Regions from separate parts of the Danio rerio genome. Here all the other regions are linked to region 3. The links are chromatin contacts, called in public HiChIP or PLAC-seq and Micro-C maps. All regions are on one chromosome and are shown on one strand. Each heading gives the region's core, a stretch centred on a gene start, on an enhancer-like site or on the middle of the called end of the contact. The rest is flanking DNA. Distances are from core to core; before and after follow the strand shown. Region 1 has its middle 25 kb from the start of nudt14. Region 2 has its middle 72 kb from the start of esr2a. Region 3 holds the start of jag2b (jagged canonical Notch ligand 2b). Region 4 has its middle 47 kb from the start of esr2a.

Region 1 (3,118 bases), core at 592-3,091, 150 kb after region 3:
GGCAGATAGTTTTAATAGTAAAAAACAAAAATATTTAAACAAATATCCCATAAACGTAAGTGTTAAAGAGACTCTTAAACTATAAAATACGTGTAATAAAAAAAAAAAAAAAAACGTGTGTGCAATGGTAAAGCGTAACTACTGAAATATCTAAGCAAACTTTAAGGTAGATCAACATCTGTAAGGTGTGAATAATAATGATACAGTAAACCTCAAACTCTGTAAAAAAAATTATGATAATCAAATCTGAGCTTTCAAGTAAAAGAACTAACCATCATTATTCAAATGCATTTTGCAACATTACAACTTGTTAAAAAATGCTAAAAAATCTTTCAGATGGGGTGCTAGTGGCTGGGATGCACAAGAAAAGAAACCAAAAAGCCACTCTGGCCACAACCTTTTCTATTTACAATCTCTTTACTTCTGCTAGCCACCGCACTCATTTTCCCATGTGTTGTTATTCTAACTTGAAGTGACAAGCACAAGCCCATGATTTCCTTCACCATATACAATTGATTTTGCGCTAGCGCTCCCCTGGCGTCTCTCGTAAATAGGCGACCTTCAAGCGTTTTACTCAGAGGATGATAAATGGAGAAACCATTGCTACCGCTCCAATGCAAGTTTAAAACGAAAAGTAAAAAGCACTGTAGTGTTTGGATGTGCTGTGTTTGTCTGCCGTTATTGCTGAAATGTGTACATACCATACAAAGTGTCAAGCAGATTGGTTAGTTCTACTTGCATGAGTCGCTGTGCATTCGTGGCATTCGAAAATGTTCAGATGTTTTTCAACTAGCGTCATGTGTGCGTCACTTGCACAACATGTGCACATTGCTCCCATACGTACGTCATTCAAGTCGCGCGCCTCCATTGGAAATGACAAACTTACACCCTAAGCTTACTGGCATTGCTTACAAGGCGCACTCTCAGCAGCCACATTTTAATTAAACTATAGCATTTCATACTGAAACTACATACCCAATCTTTTTTAATCGATATCGACAATAGTGTTCAGTCAATCAATATCAATACCGATTTTACCACCCAGTTCTAGCCACGCCTCCTTTTTAAAATCATACGTCTGAACTCATTCTTAAGAATTCATATGAATTAGCCACTAAACTGACAAAACATAAAATACTTACGTTTCCTCATGAGATCAGGCTGGATTAATCAGGGCCAAGAATAGCAAGTAAGAGTGAGTATATGGAATATAAATAATATATTACATTTTATAAAACAATGCACATTTAGAATGCATATACGAGGATGAAAAATAACTTTTTTAAAAGGGGTTCATTATATACCGTACAGTGGTCCTAACATTTGACAGCCCCCTCCACATAACCAGGATTTTCATCGTAGACCTGAAATAACCTTCATCAACAGCCTTTTTCCGCCTCCATGTATTGGCTGACACATAGGTTTGTTAATGATTATTCCACATCTCCATTGCGAACTAAAATAATAACAGTTCTCGGAATGTGCCGCAGTAGTAGGCCTGTTTGCTCCCTTTAACTAATCCCCACTGAAAAAGAGTTCCGCTCGACGGCGAACCGTGCACCTCCTCCTGCTCCTGACATGAGGAAACACATCCCATCATCAGCCGCCTACGCCTGCGCTTCTCCTCACGGATAAACCAGCTGCAAGCCTCCTCCAAACAACCCCAAAACAATGGCACTAGCAAGCCACATTCTCCTCCATTCGCCATTCTAGGCATAATCATTATTCAATACAGACTGCTTGGGCAAAGCCTAAACACGTCCTGTCATCTGACGGCTTAAGGCCCACTTATCATACACCGTCATGCTTGGAGGAGCCGAGAGTGAAGCCGAACGACGTTTCCAGTAAAGCCAACGGATCCTTGAGAGAGAGTAGGAGGACGGTATAATTGTGCAGAAATATGATCCGTGCTGTAACACTATCTTCCCAAAGTACAATGCGCTGATATAAGAGATTGTTGTCATCAGGGGAGGCAATTAAGTATAAAGAGGGAAGAAAAAAAGAAATAGGTGAAATGAACTATGGGGTATGTGGTGCTTCAGTGTCAGAATCAGTGGAATCGAAGCTCTCCTGGGAGGAAGGCGACTCCACTTCAAATAGGCCTTTCGACTGGTACTGTACTGTATATGGGAATGGCATTAGTTTTCTATTGAAGGAGTAGTGCAAGGGGAAATGAGAAACCACCATGACCTCTGCAAAACACTGTGTTTTTCTGAGAAACACATGATTTAAGGAATGTTTATGCTGTTTTAAAAACAATCACGGTGGCCCATAACTGGTTTCATGTTATTTTTAATATTTTTAGGCTTTTTAAATGCATTATGGGACCTTGATCTCTGCTCTATTAAAATAAATATAATGACATTTTTATTAGTTTGGAGTGATATATTGTCTGCGTTGGTCATGGTAATAATGGTATAGTGACCGATTGATGGGTTAATATGCTGCCTGTTCTTTTTCTGCTAATATTCTTTTTATTTTATGCATTGTTTCAGTCTAAAAATGGTCACAAAAGTCACTGTGCTTAACTTCAATTTTAAAAATTGTCAGAGGAGAGATCAAGGTCCTATGATGCAATTTAAAAGCATAAAAACAGCAATACCCATGAATCACAAGCTATGGAAAATTGTAAATAAACAGATTTTATTTTACAGTGTATAATGAAAACCACCAGTTCAAAATATATATATTTTTAAAATTAAATAAGCCTTTGAAATATATTTCATATTCTCAAGTCAAAAAATAGACCATAGATATTGGCAAATAAATGAGCTGTTTTCTGTTTTAATGTGTTTTCTGCATCATTACCGCAGTCTTCAGTGTCACATGACCCTTCAGAAATCTTTTTGATATGCTGAATTTTGGCAGCTGCAAGCATGCCTAATATTTACATGCAAATATTGATAGTTTTACTAAAAATTCTGTGAATTTGTGTTTTTATTTTCGATACTGATAAGAAAATTGATTATACAATTTTATGAAATTTAGAAAGAAAAAACATATAATCTGAGAATTACCAGTTTTAACCCAATTGTTATAGATGAGATCTAATGAATTCTTTTTAAATTTATTATAAAATATATTGGCATCTAACAAAATAATATCCAATCAACGATCA
Region 2 (3,161 bases), core at 426-2,925, 130 kb before region 3:
TTAAACAGACTTTTAAAATGTCCTGTTTGTTAAATCACAGTAAATGATTTTAAATCATAATACAACTATTCATTATTATAAAATTGATTTATTATAATTAAAAAATAATAAATAAAAAGTTTGAGACTTATGCTGGTCATTTGTCATTGACAGCATTATTAGACCATTTGTTTTCACTGGTAAAATCAGACATTTGTCATTCTCAGATTTCTTCTTGTATTATATTCAACATTATTAGTAGCTGACACTGTAAAACATTAATTTTCATGCACAACACTTTGTGTTCGCTATGAAAGAAAAAATATATCAAATGCTTGTCATAATCATAACCATAAAATGCATTATGATCATTTAAATGATGTGCGGCCAGTTTCATTTTCACTTCCTAGTGTTTACTCTACACTGAGAGCTACTTTTGATAAATTTAGAATCATATCCAAACCACTTTGAAATTATGTTATTTTAAAATAGTTGTTATTCTTTTATTCTCAAGACTGATTGAAACTCGTAGCCAATCATATTCCTACAAAACTTATTGATGACATAGATCATTTTGAATGATCACACTTTATTTGTTTGATGAATGTAAGTTACAATGCATCTACATGCCAACTAATTCTCATTAGATTATAAGTAGACTGTTGTTAGGTTGGGGTTATGGTTAAGGTTAGTGTAAGTTGACATGTACTTGCAAAGTTTCTTATCGTCAGTTACATGTCTGTTGAAGGAGCAGTATCAGCAGATATTAAGCAGACAATCTAATAATACTTAAATGGACCATCAAAATAAAGTGTTACCCCTTTTAATTCCTACAATAGATGTGCAAACATTCTTCAAAATATATTTTGTGGTCAACAGAAAAAAATAATTCAAACAAGTGTGTAAAGGTAAGTGGTGTAAATGTTCGTTTATGGGAGAACCCTTTAACGTGAACATTTATAGCCATGCAAAACACATTAAAAGATCGATTCACTGACACCACAGAGGCGTGCAAGAGGATTTCAAGAATCTGACATCAACATTAACTGTCAGACAAACCATTCAGAAACCCTAAAGCATGCGTACATGCCGTCAAACACACATAGAGGATTTAAATAGACCAAGATGGACAAATACAACTCCATTTTGAAAAAACATTCCAACCGTCCCAGACGTGACGCAGGGATCACCGTTACGTCTCCGCTATCCCAGCTGCCCATCTACATTTCACAGGGAAGTCAACAGCGTATACATGTACCCTTTGAGCTCGGTGTCATGCTCTTGGTAAGAATTATAGGTCACAACTGCTTCCTCTCGCAGGTTCAATCAATAGCGTGACCCTCTGTTCTTGGGGGTTTTTCATGAAAGCTTTATAAGGCTGAACAGAATCACCCCTTCCCCCAGTTAAGAAACCCGTCCCTCGAGGCGTAGGCTTGGGCTTATTCAAGACTTCTTTCAGATCTTACGGGACGTGTCTCGCTGCGTTGAACAAACAGATGTGTTCCATGTCTATCATCAGGAGTAAATGGGCCATATGCTTGCGCCGGCCTACAACCTGACATGTTAAAATGGCTTCTTGACATATTCTTCGGTTGAGCTCCGGTCCCCGTGTTTGATTGATAGCCACAGTCCCTGTGATTTGAATCGTCTCCGACAGAGCCAAGGCTCCTGGGGAGGCAGGGGTCAGAGTTCAGGCTGGGCTCTATGTGCCGTTACACTTCAACGGTGCGTCTCTGAGGATCTGGGCAGCGGGAGAGGTCACACGTCACCCCATGAGGTCACTGTGGGACAGTGCGGGCCATATACATGCATTCCCTCCTTTTCACAAACTTCTGTATTGGTGGTTCTTATAACAGCATGGCTCAAGGTCAATTTGGTCTTATTGTCCACCTGTCCTGCTCAAAAGAGCATGTAGAAATCAGTCAGTGGAACATATATGGAAAGAAAATTAAGAGAGCACTTGAAAATTCCTCTGATTTACAATTTATAGATCTTTATGTGTTGGAGTAAAATGTATTTTTTTGTTTTATTCTGTGAACTACTGATGACATTTCTCTAATTTATTATAAAAATAATTTATTATTATTTTTTTGTAAAATGTCAAAAAGGTGCCATGCTTTCAGATATGTTTATATTCAAATTTACACACAAAAAATGCCAATGTTTTTACTTCAGAAGAATTAAAAAAATTAATATTTGGTGGAATAACCCTGATCACAACTTTTGTTATTTGGGAAAATGTAATTTTTCTCAGAGAAATGCTCTAAATGACATTATTTTATATGAAAATGTGATGAAATGTTTTAGACCATTTCAACAACAATAAAACAATAAAATAATTCTCATAATGCATATTGAGTAAATCCAGCTTATTTAGAGTCACAATAAAAAATAAGTTGATATACACAACCGATCAAAAGTTTGGGGTCAATATTTTTTTATTATTAATTGTATTTATAATTTAAATAAAATCATTCTGTTTATCAAAGGCGGCATTTATTTAATGTCATTTTTTTCATTGTTAAATATTTAATAAATATTTATTTATTACTTATTGTTTATTTTTATTTTTTTCAACCTAGTCCCTTTATTAATCTGGGGTCGTCACATTGGAATCAACTGCATTGAATCCAGCATATGTTTTAACGCAGCGAATGCTCTTTCAATCGCAACCCAACACTGGAAAACACCCATACACTCTTGCATTCACACACATACACTACGGACAATTTAACTTATTACTTATTGTATGTAGTCAAATGAAATTATTATTACAATGTAAAATAATTATATGGCAAGGCAGTGGCGCAGTAGGTAGTGCTGTAGCCTCACAGCAAGAAGGTCACTGGGTCGCTGGTTCGAACCTTGGCTTAGTTGGCGTTTCTGTGTGGAGTTTGCATGTTCTCCCTGCCTTCGCGTGGATTTCCTCCAGGTGCTCCAGTTTCCCCCACAGTCCAAAGACATGCAGTACAGGTGAATTGGGTAGGCTAATTTGTCCGTAGTGTGTGTGTGTGAATGTGTGTGTGGATGTTTCCCAGAGATGGGTTGCGGCTGGAAGGGCATCCGCTGCGTAAAAACTTGCTGGATAAGTTGGCAGTTCATTCCGCTGTGGCGACCCTGGATTAATAAAGGGACTAAGCTGACAAGAAAATGAATGAATGAATGAATAATAATAAGAAGAA
Region 3 (3,447 bases), core at 811-3,310:
TTTGAATATGTGAATATAAAACTAACTTCACCTCAACGTGTTTGTTTTGTGTTATTGTTATGTATTACAGAAAAAGATTAGCATTCATTTTTAAGCATATTGACTACCTTTTGCATAACCATTTACCACAGATACCATGATTAAACTATGTCTAGTAAAATCATGCGTCACTTGTGAATACAACAGTTTGACTGCAAAAACATGCTTTTTTGATTTATTTGTAGCAAGTTCAAGCAAACAATAGTAAAAAAGAATCAAAGATTTAGGCAAAACCACAGCATTACAGAAGTTAATCCGCCTTATATCACTCACTTTATTCCTTTAACAATAACACAAGTAAATATAGTACTTTAAAAAAAACCTGTGTGGGGTATTAATCTGCTAAAATGCGATATAACAAAATCATAAAGACCAAGCAGCGCCATGAGTACGGATAGCGCGTCACATTTGAATAGCTAGTACACTACTTGAGAAAGATTGGCACCTTGATAATGAGAAGTCAACAGAAACAAAATTAAAATCAGTCTACCTAAACCGCCTTGTATATTCTCTTATGCTACCAAAACAAGATGTACAACTAAGCAGATTTGTAACACAGCCAATTAAAACAAACTATTCTGTTAGAAAGTATCTTTTAAAGCTTCCGCTTGACAGGATGACAGACTTAAGTCACCATTCACTTTCAATCAATATTTCTTCGAGTAAATAACAATATTATCTAATTACTTCGTGTTTCTAAAATAAATAACCAACACAGGTGGGAAACAAGGTGACCAAGTAGCAGAATTTCCATTCAACAGTGAGCTATCTCTTTAAGAGGTGCGTGTCACCTTAAATGCACCTTCAAGCAGCCCGTTTCAAACACGCAGAGCAAAGTGAGTGCCCTACAGATGAAGCAGTCACAGAAATAACAGAAAATCGTTAAAAGACAGCAGCCTACACGCCCCACGATTAAAATAGAGACCCTGTCATCACCCTAACAATATAGTGCACTCAACTTCCGAGCAGTGACAGCTCACCGCGGCGCGTTTTTTTATTACAGCCCATGGAGAAGACGAGGACTCACCGGCCAGGCGAAGTGAAAAGGGATGATGATCTTTCCCACGTCGCTCGTTTTGCTGGGGCTGTTTTTTGCGGTCTTAAAAGAAATTATATTTCCACCAAGAACGTCGGTAGATCCAGAGCCGAAGGTGCACTGTCCAGTGGTGGTGACTTCAGACTGGTACTCCTTCAGACACACTTTAAAGTAAGTATCGCACTCGTCCCGCACGCAGCGCTGGTCTTGAGAGTTCCGCGTGCTGTCGCAACATTCCCCGTCCCACAACTCACCGTTTACATTTTCTACAGCAATCAGCTGCAGCTCAAAATAGCCAGAGGACTGGGACACCTAAAAATACATTGAAAAACAGAAAGACAAATAAATAAACAAACAAACAGAGCAATCATAATGCTGATTGTGCATTACAGAAATGCAGATAAATCTGTGCTAATGTTAATTTGAGGGAATGTGTCGCGTGCGCTTGTGCATTCAAGTCTCCAGAGAATCAGTCTACAATTTTGCAAACCTGTTATGCGGATGAGATGAGAAAATCGGCTTTATTTCATACAATATCCTATAAAACTGATCCACCCGTGCTTTTAATGAGGAATCGTGTTTCAAGTTAACATTTCTTACATCTGACATTTCCAAATGCACGCGCACATGTGGCTGCGTAATTCAAATATCGATCACTTTAAGCAGAAACGGTTGAAATCGTCTGCCCACACCCATCAACTTTTGCCTCCTGATCAGTGCTACGGCAATTAAATCGATCTGCAACACTAATAACAATCAGAGCTCTCACCTTCGTCCACATCGTTAACAGCAGGCACGCGATTGGGAGCCAATTCCTAATCCTGATACAATTCCACATGCCGCCGATTTGATGTGTTATAAACGCAAGATGGAAAACGGCCGATGACCGGCGACAGGATCCTCCGTTCCTGACATGCAAAAATTCACGAGCGTGGTGTGTTTGCGCGGTGATGGTCTGTGCTGATCTCTCCCTCGGTCTGATCACTTCACGGCAAATGATATGTTTCACGGCTACCACACGCCTGAGGAGATCTCGCGTGATTGACAGCTGGAAGGGCCAATCAGTATCCCCCCTGCTGATGCGGTTGGCCAATCGCCACTCGGGGGCGGAGCCTGGCCAAAAAACTTACGAGCTCTATTCCCTCTGTTTCACAACGAGCAATTAAACAGCGTGCTTTCTTTTCTGTCAGGAATTTGGATATTTGTAATGCGTAATTTGCAGAATTAGTATTTTTATCACGTTAATGATTTCTAAACACACAGTGATGACCAGACTACAAATATAACAGAGATGTCGCATTTAAAGTGCCCACATGTTGACTAGAAATGTGTATATATTCTCAAGAATATTTTCTTACATTTTAATAGACACTATGTTAACGTTTGTTCATTTGTTTCATTTGTTTACTGTACCATTGTGGCACATTTATTAAAACAATAGCAACTATGGTAAACAAGAATGAAATTGCTTTATGAATGGAAGTGCTTTAAATTGTCATTTAAAATTGGCATTATATGTGGAAACCACAAAACCAAGAAAATTAGCCTTGAAAACCTCAAAAAAGCTGTATATCCCCGCTGATGTCCTGATGCGTGCTCAGCCTGCTAGTGTGATTTGCCACAGGTGAGAGCGCCCTCTACTGTACATCCTCGCATTGACCTCGAAAGAGACATCCTAACAAGATGAAGACAAACTTTGAAAAACATTTACAAGCAAAATCTCAACATCTAATTAATTTATATAAGTTCCTATTACCTTAGCATCCAATGTAGTAGTTCTCAATCTTGCTGGAAATGTTCAAAATAGTCTAATAAAACATCTGAAAACCAATCAAGTATCTAAAACAAATCTAAATACATCTTGGGCTGGTTTTACATGCATTTTGGGCATTTTCCATTTGGTTGCCAACCAGCTAAACCAGCTGAACATCAGCTTGGCTAGGCTGGTAGACCAGCTAGACCTGCTTGTCCTCGATTGTACCCCAACAACGCACTTTTTTTTCTTTCTGTCTCTCTTTCTTACACTTTATTTATATCAGAATCTTGTTAATAAAAGCCTCAAGTCCTGAACTGAGTGTCAGAAAAGTGTATTCTTTACTGGTATAAATATTAATTTATATCCGATTTGGTTAGAGTAAAACAAACTCTGATGAGATTGCTCTGTTGCTGTGGTTCACTGTGGAATAAACTGGTACACTGCCATGCAAACCATGGAGCAAGCCATAAAGCAGACTGAATGTACTTTAATAAAGAATGTTCCAGTACACTTACAAAGTGTGTCTGAATATGAATTCAACATGAACCAATGACACCTACAGTACATAAAACAAAAGCATGATGTCACAAGCTGCAACTATAAAAGGACAGAATGC
Region 4 (3,357 bases), core at 515-3,014, 160 kb before region 3:
CACCCCTTACACTAAATATGATTAAACTATTATGCTAATTATCCTACACTATATAACCTACAAAGTTTGAGATCATACAGATTGTGTTTTTAAAAAATGCTTGTTTCAACAGAAATACATCAAAAAAGTAACATAGTACATTTTATTTTAGTAGTGAAATTCTTTATATTTTTCTGCTCACTTTATCTTGATGGTCCATTTGAGTATTATTAGACTGTCTGCTTAATATCTGCTGATACTGCTCCTTTAGCAGACATTTAACTGACTATAAGAAACTTTGCAAGTACATGTCAACTAACACTAACCCTAACCCTAACCTAACATTCTACTACTAATCTAATGAGATTAGCAGGCATGTAAATGTAATGTAACTTAAATTCAACAAACGACCATCAAAATAAAGTGTCACCGTTTTTCCTCACACATTTTAAAATAGTATTTATTTTAGGTGATTTAAATTAGAATTTTCAGCACATGATCCTTCATAAATAATTTTTATCAGTGATTTTCTGCTCTGTTACAATTAATTATTACAGTTGCTTAGTCGTAAATGACTGACATCTGTGACTAAAACCATTATACAGTCTTTGAAACAGAAATTTAAAAACAACAGCATTCATTTGAAATAAAATATTTCATGAGTTGCCACATAGATATCTTTACTGTCACTTTGATTTGAGGCCTTAAAAAATAAATTATTTCTTTAATTGCCCTTTTGAACCCATTTTTTGAATCATATTTTTAAAAGGTATTGTATGTAGGCATGGGCCGGTATAAGATTCTGACGGTATAACCTTGGATAAAAATTATCACGGTTTTAAGGTATTGCGATTACTGCTCTAATAATGCTCTTTTTAAATATCTGGGTAAAAAAGCTAAAACTTTTTTCCGCTTTAAACACAATGTATTTTATTTTGAGAAACATTTAAAATATTTTGGAACAGTAAACCTTATTGACTTATTGAATTATTGACTTCTGCTGTCTTTATTAGTTTTTAAAAACAGATTTTTATTTCAATTTAAAACGGCATTTTTTGGATATTTTTTTTTCTGCTGGAGATACTGTTGTCCTAAAAAACGAAATAAAATAAAAAAACGTAAATAAAAAATCGTAAACATACCTTATAAATGGTTTTGCAGAAAATTTCGATGTTTTTAAAATTTTGACTTTTCCAAACCGCGGTATACCTTGAAAACGGTTATTGTCCCATGCCTAATTGTATGATGGTTTCCATAAATATATAAAGCACCACAACCATTTTTAACATTGATAATCATAAGAAATGAACTGAGCAACAAAATAAAAACTGACTAATTACTAAAGCATTACATGATGCATAAGACTAAAGTAGTGATGTTGAAATTTGCATCATAAACTATATTAAAATAGAAAACATAATATAATAAAGTTATTGTGAACTCAAATAATATTCAAAAATGTATATATTTTTATGTAATAAATTGTGCCTTGATGAGCAGAAGAAACTTCTTTCAAAAAACAAAATGAGTATATGTTATATGGTAGATTAAGCTAATTTGATACCACACACACATAATGTTTCCTCCACATCTTATCAGTTATGAGTAAAGCAGTAGCAGGTAGGCATGTTTTCTCCACCCGAGGGCATACAGAACTGTACTGTATTTGCTGAGTGAATGGAGACTCAAATGGAGCCATCGGGTGTTTTCTGGCTCCTGTAGAGACAGGCCAGGCTGACGTGAGAGAGAGAGAGAATGAGAGAGAGACAGAGGGTGTGCCAACACAATGCCTACACGCCCTGCACAGGACCGGCACGCGTCAGCTACACCGCAGCCGCTGCGCCCTCACCGTCATCTACTAAACCACAGGCCTTGAGGCTCAGGCTTGCCTTCTGATCGCTTTACTCTCTACCTTGACATGACTAACATTTACTTGAAGAAAGCAAACACAATTGGCTGGGCTTTTAACTGAGTGGCACCACAGTTTCTGAGGCTTAATAAGAAGCACATGGTGGTAAATCTGGAGTTTAAGTGCTTCTTTTGCTGTGGTATGACTATCTGTCTATATATACAGTGGTATAGCAGCCATTGGCGCTGTAGTCTGGCTCCATCAGTGCTATAAAAATTTCATGAAACACTTTGAGTTCATACAAAAATGAAAATAAGTGACACACAAATGACAATATTTCTTTTGGGGTCATTTTTCGTTTAAATAGTGAAGGTTAATGAAGGTTTAAAACTCCACTATGGTCATACAGTTTGAGTCAAAAACCACTGAAAAACTTGTTAAAATATTGGTCACACTTTACGATAATATTAAAGTTTGTTAACATTACTTAATTACTATAGCTAACATGAACTAATCATGACAATTTGGATACTTTGAAGGCATTTATTAATTTTAATTACTTTAATTTTAACATTAACCAAAAAAAATAAACTTTTCAATAAACCTCAGTATATTAACATTAGTTATTTAATATCTGTTATCACACTGCAAAAAAAAATTATATGATCAGGACAATTTGCACTTACTGGCCACTTTATTAGGTACACATTACTAGTACAGGGTTGGTCCTACTTTTTTCTTCAGAACTGCCCTTATCCTTTGTGGCATAGACTTAACAAGGCACTGGAAATATTCCTCCGAGATTTTGGGCCATATTGACAGGAAAGCATAACGCAATTGCTGCAGATTTGTCGGTTGCACATCCCTGATGTGAATCTCCCGTTTCACCACATCCCAAAGGTGCTCTATTGGATTGAGATCTGGTGACTGTGAAAGCCATTTGAGTACAGTGAACTCATTGTCATGTCCAAAAAGTTCAAAATGATATGCGCTTTATAACAGCACGTTATCCTGCTGGAGGTAGCCTTCAGAAGATGGGTATACTATGGTCATAAAGGGATAGACATGGTCAGCAAAACTACTCAGGTAGGCTGTGGCGTTGGCATGTTGATGCTCAATTAGTAATATTGGGCCCAAAGTGTGGCAATAAAATATCCACACACTATTACACCACCATCACCAGCATGAAACGTTGATACAATCAGAATGGATCCATGCAATCATACTGTTGACACAAAATTCTGACTCTACCATCCAAATGTCACAGCAGAAATCAAGACTCATCAGACCAGGCAGCGTTTTTTTCTATCTTCTATTGTCCAAATTTGGTGAGCATGTATGAATTGTAGCTTCGGTTTCCTGCTCTTATAGTGGACAGTAGTGGCACCTGGTGTGGTCTTCTGTTGCTGTAGCCCATCCGCCTTAACATGTTGTGCATTCAGAGATTCTCTTCTGCATACCTCAGTTCTAACGAGGTGTTATTTGAGTCACTGTTGCCTTTCTATCAGCTCAAACCAGTCTGGCCATTC

Evidence for each region. A called contact is a pair of places that touch in the nucleus more often than the background predicts. HiChIP or PLAC-seq counts read pairs in DNA pulled down with a chosen protein or histone mark.
Region 1: a Micro-C map of caudal fin shows a contact between it and region 3, with 9 times the contacts expected there. The contact joins the enhancer-like site here to the promoter of jag2b in region 3. A contact is called at or near these places in 5 of 18 Hi-C or Micro-C datasets (caudal fin, embryo, hematopoietic stem cells and 1 more) and 2 of 4 datasets of contacts at active chromatin or transcription factors (caudal fin and embryo).
Region 2: an H3K4me3 HiChIP or PLAC-seq map of embryo shows a contact between it and region 3, with 6 times the contacts expected there. The contact joins the enhancer-like site here to the promoter of jag2b in region 3. A contact is called at or near these places in 6 of 18 Hi-C or Micro-C datasets (caudal fin, embryo, hematopoietic stem cells and 1 more) and 3 of 4 datasets of contacts at active chromatin or transcription factors (caudal fin, embryo and gastrula embryo).
Region 4: a contact with region 3 is called in a Micro-C map of caudal fin, with 11 times the contacts expected there. The contact joins the enhancer-like site here to the promoter of jag2b in region 3. A contact is called at or near these places in 2 of 18 Hi-C or Micro-C datasets (caudal fin and an unstated tissue) and 3 of 4 datasets of contacts at active chromatin or transcription factors (caudal fin, embryo and gastrula embryo).

The regions. Positions count from the first base shown.
Region 1 is chr20:23,786,979-23,790,096 of GRCz12tu, reverse strand. No RefSeq gene overlaps it. Among named protein-coding and RNA genes, the nearest start is that of nudt14, 25 kb to the left of the region's middle. Within about 2 kb of position 1,841, at least 6 of the 62 cell types and tissues checked have an H3K27ac peak or open chromatin away from gene starts, as enhancers often do. A contact at or near this core is called in caudal fin, where this site is marked.
Region 2 is chr20:24,067,270-24,070,430 of GRCz12tu, reverse strand. No RefSeq gene overlaps it. Among named protein-coding and RNA genes, the nearest start is that of esr2a, 72 kb to the left of the region's middle. Within about 2 kb of position 1,675, at least 16 of the 62 cell types and tissues checked have an H3K27ac peak or open chromatin away from gene starts, as enhancers often do.
Region 3 is chr20:23,934,948-23,938,394 of GRCz12tu, reverse strand. jag2b (jagged canonical Notch ligand 2b) reads right to left here and starts at 2,060. Exons shown (of 26, transcript NM_131862.1): 1 at 1,845-2,060; 2 at 1,067-1,387. The coding sequence starts at 1,913.
Region 4 is chr20:24,092,233-24,095,589 of GRCz12tu, reverse strand. No RefSeq gene overlaps it. Among named protein-coding and RNA genes, the nearest start is that of esr2a, 47 kb to the left of the region's middle. Within about 2 kb of position 1,764, at least 9 of the 62 cell types and tissues checked have an H3K27ac peak or open chromatin away from gene starts, as enhancers often do. A contact at or near this core is called in caudal fin, where this site is marked.